Linked DNA regions of Cricetulus griseus: region 2 is linked to region 1. Evidence: chromatin contacts called from public Micro-C data. All regions are on one chromosome and are shown on one strand. The core of a region is the stretch at or near the end of the contact, and the rest is flanking DNA. Distances in the headings are between cores, read along the strand shown.

Region 1 (3,929 bases), core at 723-3,222:
TATTGGGGGATTGAAGGCCACTTCCTAATCGGTCTGTTGACTCATCCACACCCTGGTACAATGTGCCACATGAATCCACACAGGCCGCATTCTTTTGATGTATGAATACAAGTAATAGTGCCTGACTCAAAGATCACTGCTTGACCAACTAGTTCAAGATGAACAGGGAGAGCGTTTGACTTTAACCTTCCACAATGCCTCAATGTCAGCAGGCAGTATTCAGAATTGAAGCCAATGTTCACAAATTCCTTCAACCCCTCCCGACTCTAACTCTGGTTCCATAGAGTTGTAGGGAATGGATGTAAGTAAAGGGCTGTGTATTAGTTAGTTTTCTGGTATTTTGCTCTGTTTGGTTGGTTTTGGTTTTTTGGAGGGTTGTTAGTTTTGTTTAGTTTTGTTGTTTTATTTTGAGACAGGGTTTGACTGTGTAACAGCCCTAGCTGTTGTGAAACTAACTCTGTAGACCAGGCTGGCCTCAAACTCACAGAGCTCCACCTGCCTCGGCCTCCTGAGTGCTGTGCTGGGATTAAAGGCGTGTGCCACCACTTCCCGGCTAGTTTTCTGTTTTTGAGATAAACACTATAACCAAGGCAACTTATAGAAAGAAGAGTTTGTTTGGGGTTATGACTCCAGAGGGATGAGAGTCCATCATCTTAGCAAGGCATGACAGCAGAAGCAGAAAGTTGAGAGATGAAATCTCAACCAAACACACACAAAGCAGAGAGTGAACTGCAAGTGGCCTTTGGCTTAAACTCTCAAAGCCTGCCTCCCATGACTACTTCCTTCAGCAAGGCCATACTGCCAAAACAATGCCATCCACTGAGGACCACATGCCTGAGCCTATAGGGAGCAATTCTCGTTTCAACTATTGTAGAGGTTGCCTTTGTAAAGAGGATCCTTTTTGTCCTCTCTAGTACCTTCCCTAAGCTGAGATTCTAATTTGTAGCAACCCTAAGGCAGAGTGGGGCAATAGGATTGGCTTCTAAATTAGAGACTCATAGCCTGTCAAAGACCTTGGTTGATCTGCTAAACTTTTGGAGACCTGCCCCCGACCTCTAATCAATACAGGGAATTTCCTTTGTTTTGGGCATTGCTGTTGGATCTCTCCCACATTCCAGCTTCTTCTGTGTGGTTGGCTGGTATTATAAAAAAGGACCTGATTACCTGAAACAAGGGGCAAAGAGAGAGACAGAGGCAGACAGACACACACACATGCAGACATGTGCATGGGCAAACACACACACACACACAGAGAGAGAGAGAGAGAGAGAGAGAGAGAGAGAGAGAGAGAGAGAGAATAGAGAATATTGTTGTTTAAGCTCAGATGTTGTTCATATGGCTTCTCCCTAGAGTGTCAGTTCCAATAGAGAGATGCAGGGCTAGGGATACCAGGCACAGCCACATATTCTAATATACTAACAAAGGAATATCATGCTTCAGAAATTTACCACACTGATAAGGCCATATGAGGAAGCTACTGCTGTTGTTTTGTTGAGTGGATATTTAAAAATAAAGAAAAAGAAATGTTTACTCTCCCACAAAATCAAAAATCCTCCAAGTGAAAAACTGGAAATGGGCATTGCTTAGATTCCCCAGCAATGCTCTCTTTAGAACATTATCTCTCCCCACAGAGTAAGAAACGGATTTTTCAAAGCATCTAAGCTACCAGCCTAAACAGTTGTGATTGTCCAAAGCTTCCATTGTCCTGACACACTTACCTTTATGAGCACAATTAACTGTGTCTGTTTAACAGTCTTTCCCCTCTAATTAAACAGAGATAGAACTGAGTCAACAGTAGAGTTCTGGAAGCTGACAAACTGAAATGTCAATCAGCTCTGTCCAAAGATATTAGGAAGCTGCATTGATCCTGCATGCTTAAAAGATAGAAAGACCTTTAAATTAGAAGCAGACTGTGGAGGAGCTCAGGAATCTCCCAACTAGACAAATCATGACTCATTTCCCCTCAGGAACTTCTTCTGATTCATAGACTAGACAGTTGAGGCCAAGGCTTGTCCAGATTGCAGGGAGGGAAAGATTTCATGCTTTGGCATTGGTGTTATTTTTGTAGTATCCTATCCTAGCCTTATCCTAATGCAGAGGACATCAGTTGAGCAGGCAGCTACCAGTGCTAGGAGAGCAGATGACCTGGTGGCCTGCAATGATTTGTCACTTCAATCTTCATTCTTGGAGCAGGTGAAGGGAATTCTTTACATACCAGTCACAAAGCATCCTCAGCCTCCATAAAACTTTTGCTTAGCTCAATAAACCCAGATAATGTTGATGTGGGTGAATTGTATGGCATGTAGGTTTGTTTATAAAGCTGACATCTATTTATTTTGGTAGTTCTGAGTATTGAACATAGACTTTTGGTCATGGTAGGCAAATACTCTACAACATCCCCACACCTATATTCACATCCTTTTTGAAACCGTCTTACATAGCCAAGTCTGACTTTGAACTCCTGATCCTCCTGCTTCCTCTTTCAAGAGTTGGGATTATAGGCCTATGTCCCTAAGTGTGGAAAAATACAAGTTCTTGAGAGAGGGTATAGAGGAGGTGGTGGTTCCAGGCAACTGTGTTAGAAGATCATTCCAGATGATGCTGAGGGGATAAGCCCTGCTTTTAAAAAATAGATGTTGGAGTTGGAGATATAGCTTAGTGACAGTTGCCTACCAAGCACCAGCTAAGGGTTCAGCCATCAACATTGAAAAGAAAATTGAAAGAATCTTACAGAACCCATACCAAATTCAAAATAACCAATAAGTAAATAGCCACAAATCAAAAATCATAATTCTAGAGGCTTGCGAGATGTCTCAGTGATTGAGAGCACTGGTTGCTCTTCCAGAGGACACTAGATTGATTCCCAGCACCCACATGTTGGTTCACAACCATCTGTAATTCCAGTTCCAGGGGATCCAAGACCTTCTTCTGGCCTCTGTATTCACCAGGCATGCACATGATGTACAGTTATGTATGCGTACAAAACACCCATCCATTTAAATTTAATTTAACATCATAATTCTATACTTTAATTCTTAATCCTAATAATAAAATGAATTGTATCAATACAATGGCAACCATGATTAAAAAAAAAAAAGTTCACTAAGCCAGGTGTGGCTCATAGTTAAAATCCCAGCATTCAAAGCCAGCCTGGGCCACAGTGTAAAACCTGTGTCAAACCAAAATAAACCATCTTCACTAGAGGGAAGGCAAGAGCCCTGATCATATAACAAGTTACCTGTGCATTTCACAGGCGGCAAACAACTTTCCTCTACACTTTCCTACTGAATCCTCACAAAGACCCGTGACATATTCTGAGCTATAAACACCACATCTACCAATGGGAAAGTGGAGATTCAGCAAAGGGAAGTGTCTTGTCTCCCAAACAACAAATGAAAACTGCACAATTTGATTGGAAACCAGGTCTTCCGACTACTAATTCAGCAGTCTTCACCATCAAAATCTACTGTTAAAAATGTTGCTTCAGCATGGGCATGGCCGCCTTTAACCTTTAGAGCTATTGTTTTTGCACACTTCTGAAGATCTTTTGCTAATGGGATGCAAGACCATCTTTTCTCAATCTGCAGCAATGAAAGAAAATGCACAATTTGATGTATTTCCCTAAATCCTCAGGAATGTTTATGTCTAAAAATCTGGACTCGTATATGTTTGTGGGGAGGTGTGAGTGTGAGTATGAGTGTGAGTGTGCGTGCGTGCGTGCGTGCATGCGTGCATGTGTGTGTGTGTTGAAAGAAAGACAGACCTATCTCTAAGTATTTGTGGAGAGAGGAATAGGATATGATTCTAGTGTGAAATTACAAAATAGAATCACTTACTGATTTCTATGTAAGCTGTTAAAAGAAACTAACATTTATTGGATGCCTATAATTTTATAAATCAGCTTCCTTTATCATTAACCTCTCTCCCAT
Region 2 (3,635 bases), core at 49-2,548, 40 kb before region 1:
TTTAGGCCACTCATGTCTATTTATGTGTTTTACTAGTCTACCAGCTCACATGAACTACTTTTTAAATATATTGTTGAGTGCAAATAGATATTATGTAGTTAGCTTTAAGAAAACTTTTTCACATGTAAAAGTAAACATGAAATTAAAATTTGAATGATACTTTAATTTGTGCCCTTTGGTCATTGCTTAACTATCACTATGATCTGCATTTGCGAATCAAAAATATGGACTGGGGTTAAAAAGACAACCATACTTACAAACCAAACTTAAAGGCAGTTATGATATTTTATTAATCACCGGGAGATTTAAAAATCTAATATGAAATATTACTAAGCCATTCCAGTAGGATCTAAGCCATGACTTTCAGTACATAGATACTGACATCTTGGAAGAAAAAAAAAGTCTTTATCTCCACAATCATGACTTGGAATAAGACACAGAGAGGGGGGAATGGGGCGCAGGAACTGGTTTGCAGAAAAGTTCTACTGAGGTTTCTTATAGTTCATTATTACTTACAACCGTTTTTCTCAAGAGTTGAAGTAGGATTTTGTTTGTTTTAGGTGGAGAATTTCCAGTAAGTATCTAGACATAGGGGGTTATACTGAAACCATATATCCTGGGAGCCACTTGATTTTCTAGCTTTAAAGTGTGATGCTCTTGAAGAATGCTAGCTGAAACTAACACTCTGGAAGTTGTATTTTCCACCGCTCCATACTCACCTATCAGGTAGAGTGTCAATTTCCAATATCAGTTTGGTTAAACTTTCTCAATTTTGCATGTCTAGAAGTGGGAAAGTATAGAGGGAAGAAGGAAATACAAAAATAGATTTTACAGCCAGAATGATGTGACCGGGGCCCCTCAAACTACCAATAGCTGATATAGAATTTGAAATGTAGCTCTGTAACTCAATTTATACCACAGCAATTGGGCGATGCTATCTTCCTGTTGTTATAACGCATCAGGTCAAGGGATATAAATTGTACCAGGTAATTCATTTTGCTGTTCAGAGAGTCATTAGGTTTCTCCCAGAATATATATGATTGATATCCCTGGAGGTGAAAGGCTAAAGGAACCATATGGCAACATGTTGCATTCCGTATGCTATCTGCCCATCCGTGCTTAAGCTGCCATTAGCAACATCTGTACCTTACAGAAATCCAGCTGCGCCAAGGAAGGCTGACAGAATTGTACTTGGGGGGGAAATCTAGCTTAGCGCCATTAACTTAAGACTTAAAGAGTCTTTCTGGTAGGACGAATGGAAGCTTTCACAATTAGACGAGACGACACAAATGCTTTATTAAAGTTTAATTTTGAACTCCCAATTAGCGAAAGTGCATTACAAATCGATTGCAATTTCCTAGAAGGCACAGCAAGTTCTCAGCCAGCCTGCCTGCCTGCCACGTGCGAGGGGCTGCAGAGCAGCCGGAAGGGCAGGGCTCAGGGTTGGCCTCCGCGGCCCACAAGTCCCTAAAAGTCCCTGCCAGCGCGACAGTGGGCTTGGGCGGGCCAGGATGGGAGCCCGCGAGTGGGGGTCCTGGTCGTCTGTATAGGGGAGACGAGGGGAAGGAGTGGCCGGGGAGGGGCTAGGGAGGCGGACGACATGGTGCCCGAGTCGCGCCGTCCTCTCGGGAGGAGCGTGTTGGGGCTGGTCTCACCGAAGTTTCTCTCCCTCTCTGGCTCTCCACACCCACCTCGGATTCCTGGACCGGCACGGGACACCGTGGGGACAGGAGTCCGGGAAGGGCTGCCCCTCCCGACCCTCCCCGAGCCCCCCCAGCCCGGGTTAAGGATACGTTACCTGGCCGGCGCTCCCGGCCCCAGGTCGCCGCGTCCCCGGGAGCAGAGTGGTCGCGCAGCCGGCTCCAGCTCCTCGTGCAGTCCGGGCGCGCAGCAAGGAGCGCGGACCGCCGAGCTGAGTCCCAGGGCCGAGGCCCGCCACCCCGCGGGGGCGCGGAGCCGAGGGCGGGGGCCGGAGAACGGCCCACGGAGGCCAGCGAGGCGCGCGCTCCGGCCCATTGTCGCCGCCCGCGCGCACCCCGCGCCCTCGGCCCCGGCCAAGCGCGTCAGCGGCCCCGTCAGCCGGGCCGGGCTCCGTGATGCGCGCAGCCAGCGCTATAAATAACCCGCCGCCCGCCCCGGGCGCCCCGCCAGTGACGCCGGACCGGCGGGGAGGAGCGGCCGGGAAACAATGACCCGCTGCACCCTGCCGCCAAGCTGCTCGCTCGGCCCTCCGCCCTCCCCGCCTGGCCGAGGGGTCGTCCCACCCTCCGGCCACCGCCTGGACACCCTGAGCTCAACTCATCACCAAGTTCCTCCCAAGTTGCTTTAAAACCTCTCGACGCTTCTCCGCCTCAACTCTCCCTCCACCACAGGTCCCGCGTGGTTTGGGGTGGGGGGGTTGTAAATTGAGAAGGGAAAATCAAAATGAAGAACTTGACTTCTTAAATGTCTGTGAGGGGAAGGCCATGGAACAATTAAGCGATTGTACCGAAGGCCCAGAAGAAGCAGCAAGGCCTGCTTCCCAGGACTCACCATCTCAGCCAGGGTGTTCTTTAAATCTTTGTGGCCTTCCTGATGGTGCAGCCTGCTGGGATCTTCCCAGTGTGTAGTCTTAAGGCAGTTGGGAGTCCAGTCAAGGCTGGCATTTAAAGGGTCTTTCTCTCTAGGTAAATATTTCTGCAGAGACTTTCATTGCCATCTTCGTCTTCAGTCGTTTCTGTCACGATACTCCCTGATGCATGTCTTATTCATTAAGCTTCCCAGATACAAATGAAGATCAGTTACTCTGCTGGAATTATCAATTTTCAGTCGATTGAGACTGTATTCTTTATTGTTGCATTAATATTGATTGTGTGCTTGTATGTACAAATACATGCACATGGGTGTGGAGGTCAGAAAGAAACTTTCTGGTGTCATTCTCTTCCGCCATGTTGATCCCATGTATCCAATCCTCATGGTCAGCCCTTACTGGCTGAGCCATCTCTCTGGCCTCTAACACATTGGTTCTTCTGAACCGAATGCCTCAGACATAGAAACACTGTTTTCTGGGGTAAATGATATATAGAAAATTTGCAGATCTAGGCAGGGTAATGAAATGATGAGGCATGGACAATGCATTCCAAGAGCTAGAGAAATGGTTCTTAGTCAAAAATCAAGGCAAAGCAATGTAGTGACCCATCACTGTGCTGGAAGATAGAAGATCAGGAAATTGGAGTATCATATCTTCATTGTACCTTTCTGCACCATTTTTATTTGTATGGTTTTCCAAAAAGAACAAATTAGCACCATTTGAACAAAGAACTGGAGTATTTAAGAGAAAATGGTGGCCACTGTTGTTTCACTTGAGTGCTAGTAGAAGTGTTTACTGTCTAATGATGTCCTAGGTCCTTTGTAGCATCACTTTCTTGTGAAAGAAATGAACTGATTTTTTATTACATGGTACACTAGGACTATTCCCTCCTAGTGTTCTTTTTTTCACCTGAAATATAATACATTCTCTAGCACATGGCTCACACCCCGGCAGTGTTCCCATTGACCTTCATAGACAGTCAGAAAGTATGTGTCTTATCCTCCTGTCTTCAGGTTGGTAGGAAAAAAAAAAACTAAGAAAACATAAAAGGGGAAGAAACAAGTTT

The links. Hi-C and Micro-C count contacts between places; a contact is called where the count stands out from the background.
Region 2: a contact with region 1 is called in a Micro-C map of the CHO-K1 cell line, with 2.4 times the contacts expected there. The contact joins the promoter of LOC118239062 here to the enhancer-like site in region 1. A contact is called at or near these places in 4 of 8 Hi-C or Micro-C datasets (the CHO-K1 cell line, fibroblasts and liver).

The regions. Positions count from the first base shown.
Region 1 is chr6:117,595,439-117,599,367 of CriGri-PICRH-1.0, reverse strand. No RefSeq gene overlaps it. Among named protein-coding and RNA genes, the nearest start is that of Trnaa-cgc, 12 kb to the right of the region's middle. Within about 2 kb of position 1,972, at least 2 of the 6 cell types and tissues checked have open chromatin away from gene starts, as enhancers often do. A contact at or near this core is called in the CHO-K1 cell line and fibroblasts, where this site is marked.
Region 2 is chr6:117,634,954-117,638,588 of CriGri-PICRH-1.0, reverse strand. It overlaps LOC118239062 (atherin-like), which reads left to right and starts at 1,298. Exons shown (of 2, transcript XM_035446455.1): 1 at 1,298-2,372. The coding sequence starts at 1,601. The coding sequence ends at 2,122.